3 separate regions of the Danio rerio genome follow, and regions 2 and 3 are each linked to region 1. A link is a contact called in public HiCAR-type data. All regions are on one chromosome and are shown on one strand. The core of a region is the stretch at or near the end of the contact, and the rest is flanking DNA. Distances in the headings are between cores, read along the strand shown.

Region 1 (4,605 bases), core at 158-2,657:
ATTGAATGATTTATTATAATCTTTTGTTTGTTTTGTATCAGAAATATTATTTATTAAATTGACATGCATATAAAAACAGCAGTACAAAATAAATATTTCTTACTGCAATGCTTCATTTTTGTTTGATGCAAACTATACAATTATTTTTCATAAAGTAACAGACTTTTAATAGCAGATAACCTACATTCATGCACATTCAAGGCAGCATCATAATGAGAAATGGAATTCATTGTTACTATTATTGTCATTTTCATCATCATTAATATTCTATGGCCTAATTATTAGACATTCATTTTGGAATTATTGCACACAAATATCAATGTCTTCGCAGCTTTAGTTAGATAGTTGTTTCTGGTTTTTGTTAGTCCTATTAATATTGTTTTAAAATACAATAAATCCCTTAAAAAACAATTTGCAGCTGTGCTCATTCATTTTTGGTGGGTGCTCCTAAATTTTTTTCTGGTGCTCCTAAAAAATTTTTGGTGCTCCTAAATATTTGAAGTTGGGAGCACCGGTGCTACCAAGTAAAAAAGTTAATTTCGAGCCCTGTCCTATAAATTTTGTATCTGAAAGTGAAACCTATTGAAATGCAATTAATTAGTATATTAGAAAAACACTTGATATAAGCTTGCACAAATATCTGCGGGATCTTAAAAGGTTTTAAATGGACTGAAATGTTGTCTTGTAGGTCTAAAATCCTTTTAAACGGGTCTTAATTTTCCTTAAAGCTATCCAAACACCAATCTGTTGTGTTTACATTTAGTTTTTTAAAGAGTTTTTTTGTTGTTAATTATGTTTAATAGTTTTTTTTGCCAAAAAAAAAATGTATATAACTAGGGTCTGCTTGTTTTGACACATTATTTAAAATATGTGGCTTACAAATAACTAATTAGTAGGAAAATCATATTAGATAGGGCTAGTACATTGTTTTCTTTATGAGCCATTGAAAAATCTTTAGCGTTTAGCCATATATAAGTCTGAAATTTCATTCTTCATGGTCTTAAAAAGGTCTTAAAGTCTTAAATTTGACTTAAACCTGTTGCACAATCTTAATGAAGTAATTATAACAGTATTATAGACAATTCATATCGCACACCCCTACCTTTGTGGATCCAATTCAGTTAGGATTTGCTGTCTATGTAGTAAGCAGACAGCAAGGCAGCTTGCTAGGCGTTTGGAACAGCGCCTGTGTCTTGCTGTGAAATGGCTGCACTTCAAAACGGTTGAGTGCAATTATGCATATTTAATCATTTAATTGATGTAAACGTACACAGGTGAAATCATTTAGGGTATCGCTACAGTCAAACATCAAAGTGTGTTAGTGCATTTATTGGAGCCACACTGGCTGACCTCTCTGTGTGTGAACGGACACATTAGCGATGGAGGTCTGAATAGCTCTGGGGTGATGCAATGAGCAAGTAGTGTCGTATATCCTGTTATGCTCAGCAATGACACACGCATAGCTTTTTTCCCTTCATTTCTGAATCACTCTCACATTAGAAAGGCTGGAAATTTATTTCTCTTGCTCAGTTTATGTGGGACTTCCTGCAATTTTGGTTGCATTGAAACCGTTTATGTCGGTTTCTGAGTCTTTTCAGCTCGAGTTAAGACTGCAAATGCTCAGCAATGAAACACAAACAAGGCTTTCTGTAGGCGGGAATGGACAACTGAGCCAAGCCAGGCTTCTCGCCCTATCTCCTTGTGCTGATCCTTCTCTGCTTTTGTTGAACGTGCTCTTAAGCGAAACCAGATGTCTGCCATTTAGACTGTACTGTATATGGGTCAAAGACAAAAAGGGGGTTTCAAGCCTCAAAAAAGAAAATGCAAAATACAGCTATACATTAGAATGTTTTTCCTGTACAATAGGATGTGTCTTGTTTATAACAATAGAGTAACAATATAATAGTTAACCTACATGATAAGAGTGCTCTTTGCAGTCACTACTCCATCTGAATTTACTAAAAATAGTATTTAGAATGTATTTAGTAGGGCTACACAATATAGCGTCTTACCATCGTTATCGCAATGTGTGAATCTGCAATAGTCACTTCCCATAATGTTAAGCAATTTCAAATGAATTTAAACTAAACGGCACACGGATTAATATTTTTATTTACTGGTAGATTAATCCTAAATTTGTAACGATCACAGAGAGATCATCTCTTGCGTCATTCGAATCTCTTGTATGAAAGTGTTTAGGCTTTCCTGCAAAAAAAGAAATAGGAAGAAGTTTTGGTAGGTTATTCAGGATGTGGTGGGTTTCGTTAAAGATGTTTTCTGTCATTATTTAACATATTTATCCGATATGTCGTTTTCGTTCTAAAATGCCATTTAAAAACCCAGACTCGTCAGCGCTACCAAGCCGACCAATCACAGAGCTTATGCTACGCGTCGTTGCGACGTGTAGTTACATTTTTTGAGAGGTGCACGTCAGTGACGGCGATGGCCACGGCGAAGGGCTATGCGTCAGCGCCGTAGCATACGCCGGTGTTTGACGCAGAAGTATAAATCAGGCTTAAGTGGTTGTTTTGTCTCTTGTTTTGACTCTGGTGGCAGTTTGACAGGATCTGAAGGGGGTTGCAGAGAGCCCGCATTTTTGAGTTTTGTTGTGCCTGGGGCTAAAAAGCAACACCCACAAGCTGGAGGTGGCATTGTGGAGCATGACACACCTTTAAAGAGAGGCCCAGTGGGAGGTGTGTACACGCCTGGAGCCGAAACAGCCTTTGAGATACACAAACACACACACACACACACACACACACACATCTACACATACCTTTGGCATGTAGGGCACCGCATGTGCCTGCTGCACTTTAGATTGAGTGAAAATCTCCAGGGAAATTTGAGTGCAATTACAGCAAGCAAAGGATCGTCCAGGAACAATGCTGAAATCTGTTCTATTCATCATGTGGTGGAACTGTGTCTGCTGCTCTCGAGAAACCTTTGATGCAAACATGTGCCAATTTTAACATTGTTCTGTGTAGTGGCTGAATATCCCACAATGAACTACAGCTGGGCTGTATAACTGTGTTTAATGTGCAGCTATAGAAATGTATAAGCTTAATTATTGATTTAGAGGGATTTTTTAGCGGTATTGTTCAAAAGTACACATTTTCACATGGCTAATAAATTCTAATATTATATATATATTTTAACTCCATCATTTTGGAGGATATGAATATTATAAAATTAGGCTTATCATGTGTGGAATGAGATTGTCGTTATTCTCTTAACACCCTACTATGATGTTAACAAACTTGTCACATGAAATATTGCATAATTTAGATCACAATCATTTTTTTACATTTAAATGTGGTGTGTCATATCAGTATATCGATACTGAAATATTTAGAATGATCTTTGTTATGGAAATGGATACTGGAACTTTCTCTTCTCACCAGCAAGAAGATGAATGACTGATAGTAATATTAAGATTTTAAGTAAAAAAATTAATAAATAAGAAAATAAGATGAGATTGCTTCCCAGAGATGGGTTGCGGCTGGAAGGGCATCTGCTGCTTAAAAACTTGCTGGAAAAGTTGGCGGTTCATTCCGCTGTGGCGACCCTGGATTGATAAAGGGACTAAGCCGACAAGAAAATGAATGAATGAATGAATAAGATGAGATTGCACTAATTTAGTGATTTATTGTAATTGATTGCCTTTTGCACTGTTGATGTACCTGGTACAAGCATTATATGATTTTGTTTTTTCCCCCTTATTACTTCATTTGATACCCCACGTTATCGAAAATGGTATCAAATATCGGATCAGTTTCAAGGTAACATATCGAAGTTCAGAAATTCTAGTATCTTGACAACACTGTTTGAATGGTTTGCTTAAGGCCAAATTGTATTTCTTAGCTCATATTGCTAGTTTTGTGGTGAACAATTCATCTGTCATTAGGAAGAAAATAAAAAAGGTTGTCCTTTTAATCTAAAATTAAAATCTGAAAATGCACTTCCTGTTTTTTTTTCAGTTATATTCTCAGATTACTTGATTTTAAGAATTGGGTGTGACTAACATACATAACCACGCCCTGTCAGTTTTGACAACAAACAGTAAGGAGGAGGTGTCATAACTCTCCGGAAATCCCTTTCCCAATCTTTCTGAAAGAAATGCCTACTACAGCTTGCAGTACAAAAATCAACCCACAGCCACATCTTTTTCTCATTTAATATCCGTTTCTCTGGAAACTTCATAGCAATATATATTTAAAAAACTGTCGCAGCTTCCAGGTCATGGGGACTTTAATTCAGTGATAACCATCATGATCTTCAACATAAACAACAACACAGGCACAAAGTAGGTTAATAAATGCTTCTATGTGCATTAAACAATGGCGCAAATGCTAGTAAAATGGTTGCTCAAACCTTAGTAAACCTAACATGGCTTATTTAAATATTCTCCTCCCATAGATTTTGAATTTGAAGGAGAAACCTCACACAAATGCAATAAACTCAACCTTAAAAATGACCATGCCCTTTTTATCTCTAATTTAAACACCAATAGATGATTCGCACTACCACAAGCTGTTAGTAAATCTGAACCTTAATATCAGCTAAAAGTTTTTATGTCATTCTTCAGAAGCAGCTTCACCCGTGATG
Region 2 (4,433 bases), core at 713-3,212, 140 kb after region 1:
TCTTACAAAATGCACAAGAAAATAACCTTCGATTAATCACAAATTACTATACGGCAGTGTATTCTGTGAAGCAAAGAATGAAAATTAGAAGCCGAAACACATTTATGAAACAAGAAAAAGGCGTACATGCATGACCAGGAGGAGAATAGAAAAAAGACAGGAGACAGAAAGACCAACAAAGACAAGAAATATTTTTAACGCTGATCCATGTCGATTGGTGGAGAAAGTATTTATACGCAAAACAGGTTTTAGAAAATATACAATAACTCTTTATTTAACTTATAGTCTTTATTTAGCTGGTAGTCTTATCGCTAACATTGTGTACTTTATGAGAACTCTATTAGTTCTGATAGAATGGTGTTCTTGTTGATAATTAGGTTTCGGAGTTGTTGCCACCCCTGCAGTTTTGATTTGGATAGTTTGTGTAGTTTAGTTTAAGTTTGTGTAGTTTAGTTGCGGTTTTGATTTCTGCATTTTCCTTTGATTAATTAGTTAAGTGGGTTGCGATTTTGTTAGATTGTTTTAATTGATTTATTTCTTTGTTTTGGTAACATTCCTGTTTTTCGTTTGATTTGTTTACAAATTAAGTTACTTTGTAAAGTCTTATATTCATTATTTCCTATTATTGTTTTACAAGTTTACCACTTTTTCTTTCGCATATCCGTCATTGTTGTTGCACCCAGCATCAGAAAATCTCACTTGATGTTACGTCTCATCCTCATAACAACTAAATACGTAACACTGTACATAACTATAGTGCAAGGTCTTGATGTCATGTGCTTGTGAAGATAGTAGCAGCTCGCTCTTTTATTGCATTTCGAACATAGAGTCTCTCTGACACCAGAGCCAAATTAGTAACAGTTGTGATTGAGACATCCAGCAGGGAAACGAGTCCCCTCAAACACTCCGAGTGTTTATGGAACATTGGATATGGCGTCTTCCTCAACTGTAAAACTGTCGTCTGCTGGAGAGACAACAACACTGCGGGCTACACTATATGAGGCAACAAATCTACATCAGCGTCAATGTGTTTGTCGCACACTAAGGCAGCTTAGTCATTGATAATAGCAGCAGTTTACCTACAAATCAGGGGTTACTGACACCTCAGGACACCTCTTGTCTCTTATAATTTACATTTCAGTATGACGTCACTGCAGAGTCGGCCAAATGTTGCCACCAAGCCACAGTGGGTATTTCAGGCAAGCTCTGACCTGCATGTATGCAAATTTAGACGGATGCTATTTGTGGTTATAACGTTACAGGGAAGAGAGGGTGTGTGTGTGGTGATTTTAGCAGTCGACAGAATAACTGCTGTCTGCTTTGACTGGTTTTGCATATGAGAAATTTGCAGCCCACCATTTTGGTGATTGTGTGCGATCATGCTGAACGACATACAAAGATGGCAGTGAGTGCGATTAAGCATTATTTTATATAAGTGTTATGGTGTAATTACACAAACAAGCATTGGGTAAAGATGATGTACTACACATATTCACTAAGGGTTTGGTTTACTTAGTGAATAGCTCTTTAGTTAAAAATACATATTAAATTTGATTGTACTTAATTTAACATTTAGTAAAGGAACAGTTCACCATAAAATGATAATTTGTTAATTCACTCTCTCTTTGGCCATGCAAAATGTAGTTGACTTTGTTTTTTGTTTTTAGAAGAACACTATAGATGATTTTAGCTGATGTCTTTGGTAATTCATAGTAGGCATGTCCCGATCAGTTTTATTGCCCTCAAGATCGAGTCATTTGATTTTGAATATCTACCGATACTGAAACCCGATCCGATACAAAGTGTGTGTATAGTATTTATATATATATATATACACACACACACACACAAAGTGCAAAAAATATATATATATATAGTCAGCGGTCTCCATGACCTTCATCAGACAGTGTCGTCCTGGAGCGTCAAAGCCTCCAGCACACTTGGCTATGCATGAACCCCCCTCACGGCTCAGCGCAACATTCCAGTGCACTCAGCCTTATCAAATATTTATAGCTGAATTACGGCCCGCCGCACACTGACCATATTTTTGGAGATGCTTTGTCTGCCGCGGCTGGCTTGTTTTTTCCACGAAAGAGCTCCACCTCTTTTTGTTCTTGCAGAGAGAATGAAATACACGTGTGTTTGTGTGTGTGTGTGTGGATGTGTCTCCACATCCACTCAGGTGTATTCTATATTCTGGAGACGCACGGCAATTATTGCGCTGTCTGTTTGGCAGCGTGATAGTGATGAGAGGTAACTCCCTAATGACAAGTGGCAGATGTGACCCAGTTACTCTCGCTCAAGGAAGAGCTTTTTGTTCCTCTGTTATTTGTGTGTGAAGGTGTCACAGGGGTGATGTCTCTCATTTCTGATGAAATCTTCTGGACGTAGAGTGCAAAAGTCCGCTGAAAATAATGATTGCTTCCAGAGGTCATACAGATTTGAAATCGCATGCTAGTATTGACAAATGGTTGAGTAAAACATCATCAGCCGCACCTGCAGAGCTGCTCCGAGGACATTGTTATCTTCTCTTTGTCTTCTTTTTCTGTTGGTTCTCGCAGCTGGCATCATTTTCTCGCTGTGTGTTGTGTGTTTTTATTAGTGCAACAAAGCCTGGTTTCCTTTAAGAGCTGTGGATCTGCTGTTGCTATATTTATCTGTCCTAGAAACGGCGTGTGCGACTGTAGCCTTAATTCAACTCCCTCTTCGCCAAAGAGGAGGTAGACAACAGCGGTGAAGCTCTGCTAATAGTGCTAAATGTACACTCCTCCTTGTAAAAATAATCATGCTGTTTTTTAAAATAAGACATATTATGGTAGTGACGCGTTTTAAAAGTCATCAACATCTTAAATCTTTAAAGTTTTTAGTATTTGGTTATTTTAAAACAATTTATTAAGATGTAAATTTGGGCTGCACGATATTGGAACAATCTGACAGTGCAATGTTTTATTTTTCTGCGATTTATATTACGTTATGTATACAAATTACTTGAATAGCTCTGTTTAGAATGAAATCTTTAACTTCATTAGATAAGTAGAATCTTGTAGAGGAGTTTGCAAGCGTAAATAAATGATAGAGCAAAGATATCTGTCCTAGAAACGGCGTGTGCGACTGTAGCCTTAATTCAACTCCCTCTTCGCCAAAGAGGAGGTAGACAACAGCGGTGAAGCTCTGCTAATAGTGCTAAATGTACACTCCTCCTTGTAAAAAATAATCACGCTGTCTTTCAAAATAAGACATATTATGGTAGTGACGCGTTTTAAAAGTCATCAACATCTTGAATCTTTAAAGTTTTTAGTATTTGGTTATTTTAAAACAATTTATTAGGTATACATTTGGGCTGCAAGATATTGGAACCATCTGACAGTGCGATGTTTTATTTTTCTGCGATTTATATTATGTTATGAGTACAAATTCTGCAGATTACTTGAGTAGCTCTATTCAGAATGAAATCTTTAACTTCATTAGATAAGTAGAATCTTGTAGAGGTGTTTGCAAGCTTAAATAAATGATAGAGCAAAGATAAAAGTGAAATAAGCAGTCAGATATTCAGGTACAGTAATACGATATGATACTATCATGATAATTTTGCCCCCGATAATGATATAGCAATGATATATCACAAGAAAACCATCCACAATATATCATAATATTTGTAAATGAAGGGAAAAATGCATCAGAAAGTTATAAGATGAATTTTGTTTTTTTAATTTAAAACACATGTATTTTTTCGAATTGCAACACTGATATGTGTTCGATTCGCCATTACGAGAGCGCCAACTGATGTATTGCCGCCGGAGTGGTAAACAGTAGCAGTGCAAAGCTGATTAATTCATTCAGATCTTTTGTAACTTTAAATAAATATCAATACTTGGCTACATTGATAATGTATCACAGGTGAAATTAACACATAAATCAACATATTGATATTTTGTCCTGCCAATATTATTGAATAATCAAATGCAATGTAAAATGTAAACACTGTACATTCTTCATTGCTGATCAACTGTAATAATCCCAGCTCCACATTGCAGATGCTGTGATGTGACCGTTGTGACACATTGCTATATCGGTTATGAAACAATGTATTGTCCAGCCCTACTATACATTATATCAGCAAATGACGAATTGTTTGTAATGCAGTAGCTATACTGTAAAAAGTGAAAACTTAAACTAATTACTTGGACTTGTTACAATTAAATGAATTAAGTTTGACTAACTTAATTTATGACAGTTTTCAGTAAAGAATTAAATGAGTTATTTTAGGTGTAACAGGTTTTAGTCATTTATTTTAGAAAACAAGAATGGAACAGCACATACAGTACAGTACAAATCATTTAATGCAATATTGTAAATATAATTATAATAGTAAAAAGTACTTTTATCACAGTAAAAATAATTCCCTTCCCTTCTTAATATAAAAATAATACTTT
Region 3 (4,107 bases), core at 1,350-3,849, 160 kb after region 1:
TTTACAATAGGAAGAATCACCGACAACTTTGTCCAAACTACATCTCACAACCAAATACGCGCGAGAAGTGACATGGAAACAACGTGAGGTCACGTAGTATATCTTTTGTTTTTCACTACATAATGAGAAAGAAGCCTTTAGTGGGGTAGAAAATGTACTCATTTTCCTCACCTGGCTTTTAAAAGGAGTTAGCAATTTTTCCTCAACTTTTATCGTATTCAACCTGGTTGTGGTATTGCTCAGATGACATGTCAAACAGACACAGATGATCCTGTCAAATTTAAACTAGTTATTTCTCAATTTTTTGGGTTCCAATAAAATTAAAAATGAGCGCTTTTAACTCCTACCTCAGCCTCCAGCTTACCTGCAGATACCCACACTAGCGTATGCTGCTCTCTCATTGGCTGTAGGTGATCGCCGGGGTTATTTTCAATCAAAACACATTTCAATCGTCGACAGGTCCAGATATTTAGCATGCCAAATATCTACAGGCTAGCGACTCATTGGTAATTTTCTCAGGTCGGGTTTTGATAATACACACTGTGTGATTGTTACTCACCTGAACGAGCACCCCAATTTCTCAAAACCTGTCGCTGAGTCAAAATCGGGGCTAAAATCATGCAGTCTGAAGGCGTTAACAAATTACACTATTAAATTTTTGGCCCTGGGGTTACACAGATTTTGCTCCACATGTAAATGCATTCATGTCTGCTTATTATAGGTGGATAAATTAATGTAATGTGATTAATCTCACATTTTAAATGTAAAGTCTGTGAATTGCAATTAGTTCAACTTGCACTTAGAAACACCCTTAAAAGAATCTGATGTAAGGTATAGGGTTGGGCGATGTTGACCAATTTGGCATCGTACAATGTCTAATGTGTAACATCGCAATGGCATCGTCTTCATTGGCGGGGGTGGGGGTGGTTGTTAAATATCAGATGTAAAGCGCTGAAGATGAGAGAATGAAAATAACACTGACAGATTTAACTAAAGTTACTAATAATGGCACATCTTATTAGTGATCATGTGCTGAATGGTAATCCGCCATTATAACTTTTCCAAGAGTGGATGAAAGACTTCCAGTGTTTCAAGTCCGCTATGAAAATGATTAAAGCCATTCACTGTAAAGTCTGTGGGACGGTGTTTGCAGGTTACATCGTTTGCCATGGAATCAACACATTTTAAGCGTGAGAGGTGCTGTATAATCCTTCATTTAATCCTCACAATGCTGTCATCCGTGCAAGCGGCAGCTATTTGTAACATTTATCACAGCTCATAAAATGACTATTATTGCCAATATAAGATGACATGCAAATAAAAAGTTATATATCAATATAAATGTGGGGCAGGACTGTGGATCACGATAAAGTTTGTCGGCCATCGGCAATGTCCGATGGCATCGTCTATCGGCACAACCCCAGTAAGCTACATTTTTTATTTCTGACCCTAGGTTATTTTCACAATCTTATTTGCTCTTGAGTACTTTTAGGCTACGTTTTAGTCATGGTTTAGGTACTATTTTAGAACTGGCACTTTTTACTCAGACTACATTTTTTTGGGGAGTAATGGAACTTGTACTTTAATATGAGCTTTCAGCACTCTTTCCACCATTTATTTGACAATACTTTGTGTCAGAGTTTCTGGCTTGTCACTGCATATAAAAGTCTTGCTATGATTGTTCAGATCAAAAGCTCATTTTTGGACAGAGAGTAAAAGGCTGTAAAATCACATTTACCTTTGCTCAGCAAAGTTTGTCAGGCTTAAGAATCCTGGAATTTTATGAGAGGTTGAAAGAATTCCCCAACTCATTAGTTTTCATCAGCTCATTAGATGGGTGTGTCAGACACGGGAGATAATATTGGGGGTAATCCAAGAACATGGTTGGGAATCACCAAACTACATAATTGCAGTGTTCTAGTTTTATTTATTAATATTCCATCAGTGAATGCCCATGAAACAGGTTTGATTGTTATCTTTTAATTTCCAGTTTATATATAAAGCACTAACCAACAGTTTAATAGCTGTCAGAAGTAATTGCACAATCGGAGGAAGCATTCTATGACCGTATTTATACCACCTCTGTCTCTAGCCCGTGTGAAATCCCGGTCTCATCCGATCAGCATCAGCTTGTCAACAAACACAGATGGTGCGCAGACATGGATTCTGGACCTCATTAGGAATCACGGTGTCATTTTACGAGAAGCGCCCTATGGCACATTCTTATGGGTCTGCAAAGTACCGAATCGTGGTATTTATTCAGTGGCAGACACAATTTAGAACGGCAAATATGAATGAAACATGTCACACGGACGATCTGAACAAGATGTCTCTGAAACGTGATTCCTATGGAGAGCCAGGAACACTTCTGAGCAGCTGTTGGACGGAGAGACTGTTTGTGGGAAACATGGAGACGGAGGCTGGAGAAAGAGTTGGAGCACCACGCCCCAGCCTTGTTCCCAGGCTCCATTCTGCTGGACGGAGAGCAAGAGAGAGGGGAAGGAAGCTGTTTTTATCTGGGTCAGAGTTTGGATCTGGAAGCACTTTCCTATTCCCCCTGTGCCGAGCACCACCCTGCTTTCGCAGTGTCTTCCACCGCAGCGCCATGTGGAAAATCCTGGAACATATTGCTGTTAAAGTGATGGATGGCAGCCCGGTGCAGAATGGGGGTGGGGGGATGGAAAGAAAAGTGCATCTGCTCCGTCCTTCACCAAGGGGGTGTGTGTGAGAGATGAGATTACAGCTCCTGCTGAAGGTGCTTGACCAGACTTCAGGAATGAGCTCACGTCTCGCTCTCTGATTTAAATCTCATTGTCCTTATTCACATTCATTTGATAATGCTTTACATTCCTGCTAGAATCCTGATTGGAAACATTTGGAAATTCAATATATTTTAAAAGCTCATTCTCATTGTTAAGTGGAAGACCCAGGAAAAAAACCGGGCTGTCCTAACAGATTCTGTTCTTGGATGCCACCGAGAGAGAAGTGCCCCGTGAAACCTGCAGGGCAATAAATAAATAATGTGTCCTGCAAGGCTCTCGCTTTAAAATAGAAGCTGGAGAGAAGGCGTGTGTATGTGTGTGTGAGTAATGTGATGGTTGTCACTAGGGAGAGTAGGATGTAGCAGTTTACTTTCACCTAGGATTAGGCACACTGATGATGCAATCCTATCTTATTAAGACAAACTACTGCAACACTTACGCTGCGTTCCAGACAGCTCGGAATTAGGATTTATTTTCTGCTTCCTACCTAGAAATAGCATCTGAAACACTGCTTGAACAATGCATCGAAGTCGGGGGTAAGACATTTCACTTCTGTAATTCCCAGCTCTTACCATGTTTAGAACAAGGCATTAGTTTACAAGTAAAGCCATGAGATGCATCATGTTTGCTCTTTCCTGTTGTGTGTGAGCATACCATAGAGTTAATATAAGTTGGCCCTCGGTAACCTTTGGTTTGACCCACCATCCCATCTGAAAAGAGAGGGAGAACGGAAATTATATATATATTATTAAGAAGCTCCAAAAAAAAAAACTAAAATTTAAATGATTCAATTAAATGTTGTAAATAAATCAGACTTTTAAAATGTAAATACTGTCAGGTGACAGATGCACAAGACATCGGCGAGCAAATCAAGGAAAGGCAGGAGCAGCTCGATTGGTGTAATCAGCATTGAACTCCATTGTGTTATAAATGGGATTGTTTATGTTTTTACTGTAAAATGTTCATTATAAAAGGTTTAAAAATGATTCTCCATCATTAATTAATATGTTTTTAAGCAAAGTTTTTTTTTGTTGTTATTTTTAAATATTAGCAAATTTATTAAGAAATTACCCATGGCAAATTTAATATCATATGGTTTTGTACATTTAGCTTTTTGCTTGAGTCCTCAGTCAAGTATGGTTTTTGGTTCTTTTTAAGAAAAACTTTGGGCACCCCTGCAAAGAATGATGTATTATTTCTGCTAGTTGAACCACTTCACGTGCTAGCTGGCTAATATTTTTTTATTATTTACTGCTGTTTTGAATTTGTTAGTGACTTGGTTTTATTTATTTATGTTTTTTAGTTTTTAAGGGTTCTAAAATAAAATGAGCAGTTCATATGTTTG

Evidence for each region. HiCAR-type assays count read pairs that join an accessible place to other places.
Region 2: a HiCAR-type map of caudal fin shows a contact between it and region 1, with 4 times the contacts expected there. The contact joins two enhancer-like sites. A contact is called at or near these places in 1 of 18 Hi-C or Micro-C datasets (an unstated tissue) and 1 of 4 datasets of contacts at active chromatin or transcription factors (caudal fin).
Region 3: a HiCAR-type map of caudal fin shows a contact between it and region 1, with 4 times the contacts expected there. The contact joins two enhancer-like sites.

Annotation. Positions count from the first base shown.
Region 1 is chr12:9,358,258-9,362,862 of GRCz12tu, reverse strand. The region is part of intron 1 of jmjd1cb (jumonji domain containing 1Cb); the gene reads left to right. Among named protein-coding and RNA genes, the nearest start is that of jmjd1cb, 9.8 kb to the left of the region's middle. Within about 2 kb of position 1,407, at least 35 of the 62 cell types and tissues checked have an H3K27ac peak or open chromatin away from gene starts, as enhancers often do. A contact at or near this core is called in caudal fin, where this site is marked.
Region 2 is chr12:9,222,275-9,226,707 of GRCz12tu, reverse strand. All of the region lies in intron 2 of jmjd1cb (jumonji domain containing 1Cb), which reads left to right. Among named protein-coding and RNA genes, the nearest start is that of nrbf2b, 97 kb to the right of the region's middle. Within about 2 kb of position 1,962, at least 20 of the 62 cell types and tissues checked have an H3K27ac peak or open chromatin away from gene starts, as enhancers often do. A contact at or near this core is called in caudal fin, where this site is marked.
Region 3 is chr12:9,195,418-9,199,524 of GRCz12tu, reverse strand. The region is part of intron 3 of jmjd1cb (jumonji domain containing 1Cb); the gene reads left to right. Among named protein-coding and RNA genes, the nearest start is that of nrbf2b, 70 kb to the right of the region's middle. Within about 2 kb of position 2,599, at least 35 of the 62 cell types and tissues checked have an H3K27ac peak or open chromatin away from gene starts, as enhancers often do. A contact at or near this core is called in caudal fin, where this site is marked.